Regions from separate parts of the Oryctolagus cuniculus genome. Here region 1 is linked to region 2. A link is a contact called in public Micro-C data. All regions are on one chromosome and are shown on one strand. Each heading gives the region's core, a stretch centred on a gene start, on an enhancer-like site or on the middle of the called end of the contact. The rest is flanking DNA. Distances are from core to core; before and after follow the strand shown.

Region 1 (3,962 bases), core at 494-2,993, 270 kb after region 2:
AACCTTTTGTTTAATTAGAGAATAGGAGCTATCTGGGACAATAAAAATGGTTCCCGCTGCCCTCCGTCACCGTTTAATAAATATGATTGCGCCAGAGATAATAGTAAGTGTTGTTTATTTGTGCAGTATCACAGAGTTGGTAATTGTTCATGTTGTTGAGAGTTATCCTGTGTGGCGATCACAGGGGATTCAGAATTTGTTGCCTTTGATCCAAAAAGAGAAAATAACAAATGGGATCTTTAAAATGTTCCTGAACTCCGGAGGCCGAAGCAGTGGGCCCGGGGATTGTCAGAGCCTCTGTTGCTAGGACAAGATCTCCCCAGTGTCGTCGGGGGCCTTTGAGGATGGGTGGGTTATTTTTAACGGCTTTTTTTTTTTTTCTTCTGCAACTCCCTGAGGTCTTCATAGAAGATTTCTTCTCGGCAATGCCATTTCATGTTCACTGCTAATTTCTCGGCGTGGCTACATTCAGTAGCCTTGCAGGAGAGAGACACTGGGCCATGGTCTCCCAGCTGAGGATGGGTCTAGGGCAGGAGGAAAACCTTGCAGCTTCCTCCCGATCCTGGGGGATGCGGATCAGACTGAAGTTCACAGCAGCTTCCCCTGAGGCTGGCGGGGAGCACAGGCCGCAGGCAGTGGCCAGGCCCTTGGTCCGCTCCAGGCTGTGTGTAGCCGGGAGCTCTCCTTGTGGGGCTGCAGCTTCCTTTCGTTCATCGCTCCCGGTCATTTCCACTTGGTTTCTTTTGAGGAGAGGGGTTGTGTGTGTTCATTTGTTTTGTGTTTGCCTGGAGTAGATTCTCCATTTCCTGCCTTTTAGGGGGAAAAAGTAACTCTGGTTGGTGATGCTGGCTGATTTTTTTTTTTTTTTTCTTAAAGAGACTTAAGGGTGGTTCACTCTGGAAAAGGCGGGATCTTTTTTGAGATCTTTGAGCTAGCATGAGGCTGCTCTCACGGGAACGAGATGTGGCAGGAATTTGTATACAAATGTTTTGCACCGTCCCCGATTTCCTTGAGTCCTAAAGGGCCTTTTCTGGAAGGTTCCCACCTACGACCTTGATAAAAATACAGCTGCTATGTCGGAAGGGAAACACAACACCAGAAAACGCCTTTTCTTCACACAATTCCGTTTAAGCCTCAAAATCCCTGACGATCCCCAGTCTACTTTTGCGGTTTGGTTCCCACTCTCTAACTTTCCTCATCTGCTCCTGAAAGAAAGAAAAAAAAGCGTTTCTTCCAGGGCCTGATAAGTTGTAGGCCGACGCTTAGCAACAGCATTCCTGTGCCTTAAGTAGCTGCAAGGCCCTTGCTGAACTCTTTGATGTGACTGTCAAGGCAGATTTATTTTGTTTTAGCACATTGTCTACTTGTCCAGATGTATCAGGAGATAAAAAGGAGTCATGTTTACACTCCTCCCCTTTTTTTTTTTTTTTTTTTTTTTGGAGCTGTAATTAAATCGTGTTTTTGATGAGTCTCGGGGAGCTCCAGTTCAAGAAAACAGGAATTGGCTGGAGCAAGGGGGAAGAGGAAAACTCCCTTGGCAAAGTGACCACCTGATTTGGTAAGGGGAAAGAAAAAAAAAAAACCCTAGGAGCAGCTGGCTTGGTTCTGGGAAGCTGGAGATTTTCCTTGGAGTCTTTTGTGGAAAGCTCCCTCCTGCTCTTCGGTGCAGAACATCTTCAACCTTGTAGTTTCTAGTCTTTTTCCTTGTGCACTGCTAGAAGCCCCTGGTCCCCTCCCTTCCCCCCATGTTTGGCTGCCTGGTGCATATGTGACACATGGTTGTCAGTCTCAAGCAAATGCAGTCTTGAACTTCAGTGGTCTTGAATCCATAAATCTGCAATGAGCAAAGTTGAATTCCCCAGGAGTGGAATTGTGCCTGTTTTTTAATTTTTTTTTTTTAATTTAGTGATCAGTTTTTAAAATGTTCACATTGAGTAACACGTTCTGAGTTCTGTTAATGATCTGCGGTGAGCAGTGACTAGCAGGAAGCTGGCATTCGGGACTGCTGAGGGACCTGCCAGGCAGCGGCTAGCCCGGGAGCTTTTTTCTGCGGCTCGCTCGGGAGCTATTTGCATCCTAAATAGGTTACACTACAGCGCCCCCTTCTGCCGGCTGAGCTGTGTGACAAGGGGGACTTGCGCAGCACAGCCTTCACCACTGACTTGCTCCAGCCTGCTCAGCCCTGCCCTCCCCCAGTCCTGGGACCACCTGTGCTCACCTGCACTGCCAGGGTCTTCACTGGGGTTGCATATTGCATTAGTCACCCATCAGGGGCAAGGAAACACAATCAAGAAATGAAGGAGAGACAAAGATGGGTGTTAAAGCAAGGGAAAGCTGAGTGAAGTGTGTGCAACCCTGGGCGACTCCCGGCCCGCTCCCTCTGCCAGACCCCAGATCCCAGACTGATGTCACTGAACGCATCTTGGACACCGGGGGTGCGGGTTTTGGGTTTTGCATCTATAGACCAGCCGCAAGTACAGGAAGGAAGGTTTCCGCAGGACCACTTTGTTCAGCCCGAGCGTATCTTGTAAGGTGAAGGCCTTGTGCATGTGAGCAGCCACCTGGGTTCTGCTTGGAACGGGTGTATCTGCTGGGAATGGTGGTGTTAGGGGGCCGAACCATGCTGTTTCTTCACAGCTTGTAATTCACAATTTCGGGTCTGTCCTGAGAGGTGATCAGAGGGCAGCTTCAGGAGGTGTGGGGCACGGCCCTTAAGGAGCGAGCTGCCCAAGTGAAGCTTGCCATCACCAAGGCAGAAAATGTTAGGGGACGGCGGTGGGAAGAAAGATGACTGGTGCAGAGGTCTCGGGTGGCCAGGGCTTAGAGCCCCGGGGAGAGGAAGGTAAGGGCGAGGGCCAGGGCAGGGTCCTTCTAGGCAGTGTTGGGTGCTTTTCGCTTCTTGCAAGAACAACATCAGTTATTAGGTGTCTTTTTTTAATTTATAGTGGGGGAAGGGAGGCATCATCGGTTTTCTATTTAAAAGGAAGGTCCCAAGGTGCTCACTTGAGTTAGGAGAAAAAAAGGCCTTTGTTGGGAAAGAGCCTTCTCTAAGCAACAATAAATCAGTTCCCTGAAACCTCCTGTAATTCAGTAAAGGAAGGGGTGGGAGAAGAGGGTGCCGGTTCTAGAAGCTGCGTCCCGGGGGCAAAGCGCGGGACCCAGGTCCGCACTCGGTCTTGACTTAGAGTCCTCAGGGCTCTTGGTCCCCTGCAACCAGCTTGTGACGCTGGTGTCAGGTCTTCGAGGGTATGCCACGAGCCCCCCCGAGAGCTGGTGGAGAATGCGCAGGCGCCGACCCTGCCTGCGAGATGAGGAAGGCAGACTGCGGTTTCTGTGACTGTTTACTTTTGAGAACTGGAGAATTCTGACGATGGAGGGAAAAGGGCCTGCGAACAAGCAGGACCTTTGAGTTTCCCAAGTGCTGGAAACTACAGTGGACAAAGTAGAATGGAATTAGGAATCTGGGAAAAAATGGCAGAAGACGGCTTAATGGAAGGAAAGTCATTGGAGAAATAACCCGGAACTTTCATCTTGTTTCTCCCCCGCGCCCCACCTGTCTTTTCCTTTATTCTCAATCTCTGGCATTGAAACTGTCCCAGCATCACGCACAGCCAGAATGGGACTTGTGGGTAGAAGGGGGTCCCTGTGTACTTTGCCAGTCCACGCTGTGTTCACGAGCTGGACACTGAGGCGTCGGGAGTAGGTGATACTGTTTCTTTAGGAAATAAAGCTTTGAATCAGTTTTGCATTTTCCTTTGGCTACAGGGAGAATAAAGTTGCTGGGATGGTTATCGATATTGCACAGGATGTAAGCATTACTGATTACGATATTATGTTATTTTTTTACTTCTTAGGTATTGGGGTCTAGAATCGCAAGAAATCAGCTTTAGACACATGTTTAGGTGAAGGAATCTGTTTGATGTCAACAGTTATTAATAGTATATGACAAAATGTCTCCTTCA
Region 2 (4,110 bases), core at 1,153-3,652:
ATTTGCATAACATCACTGGGAACAATGATGTTTGGATGTTGCCTTTGACCAGAGCCCCACTGATGTTGTGCACAAAGGACCTATTAGCCGCCCTATAGGGTTCCCTGTTGGGAGGTGGCCTCAGCTCCTCTTGTGACCCCCATGGAGGAAGTGACTTCAAAGAGTCTGAAGATTCTCCACACACCTCTGTAAGAGAGAACTTGACAGCCTTCATGGAACTCAAAGAGCAGTTTTTTGGTGCAAAAACAAAACAAACAAACAAACAAAAAAACAGTGCATGAGTAGGTTTTGCACATCATGGGTTTTCCATGAACTGTTTGAAGACCCTGCAAAAAAAGTTTGTTCCTCTGCCCACCCACTAAGCCCTCCCTCAAGGTCAGGGTCTCAGGAAAAGTCACTGAATCAAAGGTCGAAGGACAACAAAGGAACCAGCATTTACTAGTCGCTTGTTCATGCTTTTATTTATTCTCCATGAGGCCCTGTGAACAGGAAGCAGCACAGAACAAATCAGTTCAGATCGGTTTTTGAAAGGCTTAAGTTCAGACTCCACAGAAGTGGTGGGGCTGGGGTGAAGGCCCAAACCTTGCTGCCCAGGTATGTGCAAGTTGTGATTTGCCTTCCAGAACTGAGAAGAAGGGGGGGGGGGACGGGGAGGAAATGCAATATGAGGAGCCCAAGACTCTCAGTGGCAAATGGGGTTGCCTTGTCCTCCTGCACTGGGGCAGGCAGCACTGGCTGTGGGAGCAGGGCTGTTCTGGGTATCGGGGCACGGGTGGGGCCACCTGAGGTCTGGCTGTAATGGGTTGTGCAGGCGGAGGAACCCTCGGCCCAGTGGAATCTGTGGATTTGATTACTTGCAATGCATTTTACAGCTTGGAGAATCAACTCCATATTTTGGAGCTCCCATGGCAGAGGTCCCACAAGGGAGCTGCGGGTGCCTTGTGGAAGCTCTGGCCCTAGGGCTCACACTCACGCTAGATGTGCACACCCTGCGCCATGAGCACATGGCGCTGGAACACAAGCGCTGTCCATAAATGGATAAATAGCGTGGCCGACTCTCCCTGATTCGTCACATTTTATAGGGATCCCGGGCAAGTCCTCCCTCCGGTCGGCACCGTAGCTCAGCTGTCAGCCTGTGCAAGCTCAGCACATCTCTTGGGTCTGGCAGGTGCAGGAGCTGGGAGTCTGTGTCTCTGCGCAAGTGCCTCGACCTGGCGCCTGGCTTTAATTAACGTCTGTGTGCACCCGCGCAGGCACTTGTGCACCACTGCCCAGTCGCCGCAACACCCCGGAGAGCCCATAAAATTAAGAGTTCACTTTCAGCTCCATGCATAAACAACGCTATTTTCTTCCTTTCTAATACATACATATTTTTTGCCCCCTGAGCTGGGGACTTAATCCTTTCAGATGCCTTTTTATTTACCGGCTCAACATCTCTTCTGCTGCAGTCAACACTTTTTTTTTTTTTTTCAAAAAATAAAGTGAGAAATCCACTTTCCATAAATTAAAACGAAACTTCAAGCCAGGAGCTTTGAAGACCCAACACCCCCAAACACCCCAGCCCACCAGACCTCCCTCCCTCGCCCCTAAACAAAAACAAAAACAAATAAAAATCAAGAGAGGCAAAGCGTTCTCAGACTGATTATGTAATTCCACAGCTGCCTTGCCTTTTGGGGCAGCCACGGGGAAACTGGGTAGAAGCAAATTAAGTGATTAGTAAAGAAAAAAGGCAGAGAGAGGGGGAGGAGAGAGAGTCAGAGGATGTGAAAGGAGAGGGAGGGAGGGAGGGTTGGGGGAGGCGGCCAGTTCGTTTCCCCTCCGCGTGTGCAGGGGAGAACCGCTAAGAAATGATACTTGAAGTTATATTTATTATTGTAAGAGGGGTATGATATTTCTGGGCAGAAATGATGGATGACAACTTAAATTTGTGTCCAGGGAATGAAGGTGAATGGTGACAGAGTTATTTATCTTGGGAATGGAGGTTAGGGTCAGCCCAGGCTGGGTGCCTGAAGGCACAAGACATTGACAAATTTATCCTGCAGGCCGTATCTGAAGCCCTTTGTTTTGGATCCTGGCTACTCACTAAGTGACCCTCATCCTTCATGTCGGCAAGGCGTGAAGGATGCCGAGGGTGCCAGCGGCCCCTTCTCCCCCGCCGCCCCCGCCCCGGCTCCCGCTCCTAATTCTTGTCATTCACTTTGCTGACAGGCACCAAGCCCAGACTATTCCCAGTCCTGAAAGGGAAGGTTAAAATATTTATTTCGGCTCATAATGGCCTCCCTGATTTAGTGCGGGATCATTTTTCCTGTTGCCTTTGTCACCGCAGGTCACTGGGAGGACTGAGCGCCTTCGGGAGCCTGGAGGAGCTCATCTTGGACAACAACCTGCTCGGGGACGACCTCGTGTTGCCAGGGTTACCGCGGCTCCACACCTTAACCCTCAACAAGAACCGAATATCCTTTGCCCGCCGCTCCCCGCCGCCGGGGCCCGCGGGGACCCTCGCCCGCCCCGGCCCCCGCCGATACCTGCGGAACCTCACAGGGGGCTCCCGTGTCCTCCCCGCGGGAGCGTGCGACACAGGGTCCGCGGGCAGACAAAGCAGTCTGTCTGCTGGCACTCGGGACACTTCAGAGTAATTTATTACAGGTCATTCATAAATGAAATGCACCATTATATCTTCCTGTTGCCCCGTTTTAGTGCGGAGATCTAAGTTATGGCTGTGAAGAAATCTTTTTAATAGATAAAAATAGAGAAAGAAAATAATGTCAGCGCTGCGGGGGCGGGCGGCGAGGCCGCCTCGGCTTGCTTGGGCTCGCGTGGCAGGGCGACCTCTGGTGGGAAGCAGAGGGCAGCGCCGCTCCGGGAACGGCCTCCTCCGAGGGTTCTGGAACGCGCGGGTGCAGGCCTGGGCGAGCGCGCGGGGCGCTGGCCGCGAGAGGACGGAGGGCAAGGGCCGGCCGGGAGAGAGCTGCGCGCCTCCGCCCGCGGCCGCCCTGTCCGGGGAGGCGGGGTGTCCCCTTGTGGCTGGTAGTGACCAAGGCCTGGGACAGCCCCGGCGGGTCAGCCGTCAGGCCCACTGCTAGGGACTGAGAGTGAGAATAGCAGCGGGGCGCGGCGCCTGCCCTGTGAGGCCCAGGGCTCCGCGACATTGCTGGGGTGAGCCAGGATCCCGAGCTCGGACGGTGATGGGTCCCCTCAGCGCCTCTGCGCTTCACGCATAGAGTAACGCCTGACCCTGGGTGCGGATTTCCTCGGTACTTGTGGGGTGGATGAATGAGTGCGCACAGTCCTGGGGACCAGGCCCCGGGGCTGGGTGCTTTAGGTATATTATATTTTTAGGGATTTTTTTGATAGTTTGTGCCAAGCCCTGTGAGAAAGGTAAGGTTGCTTCATTTATCTAGAAGTAGAAAGAGATGAGATGTAGGCCCATAGGCCTTACTTAACAAGGTGCTGGGCCCCCATCTCGGTCTTAACTTTCCATTGTAATGTGTTGCTTAGGACTTGAAGCCTAACCACTTTGTTTTACTTTTTTAAAAATTTACTTTAATTTTTTTGTGTGTGTCAGAAAGACAGGGAGAGAGATCTTCTGCCCCCCGTTAGACTCTTAAGATGCCCACAAATGCTGAAGCCAGACTAGTCTGAAGCTAGGAGATGGGAACTCACTCTGGGTCTCCTGTTCAGGTGGCAGGGACTCCACTGTTTGCTGCCTCCTGGGGTGTAGGGTTGGAACTCAGACCCAGGCACTTTGATATGGCATACAGGAGACCCAAGTGGCATCCTAACGAATTCACCAAAGAGTTGCCACTGCTTTATTTTATCAGTTGAATATTGGAAACTTGCAATAGTTAAATTTGTACAGTAAGTTAGAAATAGAAGGGGCTGGCATTGTGGCACACTGAGTTAAGCTGCTGCCTGTGATGCCAGCATCATTCAAGGTTGCTCCACTTCTGATCCAGCTCCCTTCTAATGCTCCTGAGAAAGCAGCAGAAGGTGGCCCACGTGCTTGGGCCTCTGCTACCTTCATGGGAGACCCAAATGGAGTTACATGCTCCAGGTTTCAGCCTGGCCAAGCTCCAGCTGTTGCAGCCATTTGGAGGAATGAACAAGCAG

What was found. A called contact is a pair of places that touch in the nucleus more often than the background predicts.
Region 1: a contact with region 2 is called in a Micro-C map of ear pinna, with 5 times the contacts expected there. The contact joins two enhancer-like sites. A contact is called at or near these places in 4 of 6 Hi-C or Micro-C datasets (ear pinna, psoas muscle, skin fibroblasts and 1 more).

The regions. Positions count from the first base shown.
Region 1 is chr15:67,342,733-67,346,694 of mOryCun1.1, forward strand. All of the region lies in intron 5 of LRMDA (leucine rich melanocyte differentiation associated), which reads left to right. Among named protein-coding and RNA genes, the nearest start is that of LRMDA, 890 kb to the left of the region's middle. Within about 2 kb of position 1,744, at least 1 of the 8 cell types and tissues checked has an H3K27ac peak or open chromatin away from gene starts, as enhancers often do. A contact at or near this core is called in ear pinna, where this site is marked.
Region 2 is chr15:67,072,314-67,076,423 of mOryCun1.1, forward strand. It overlaps LRMDA (leucine rich melanocyte differentiation associated), which reads left to right. Exons shown (of 9, transcript XR_011382445.1): 3 at 2,327-2,458. Among named protein-coding and RNA genes, the nearest start is that of LRMDA, 620 kb to the left of the region's middle. Within about 2 kb of position 2,403, at least 2 of the 8 cell types and tissues checked have an H3K27ac peak or open chromatin away from gene starts, as enhancers often do. A contact at or near this core is called in ear pinna, where this site is marked.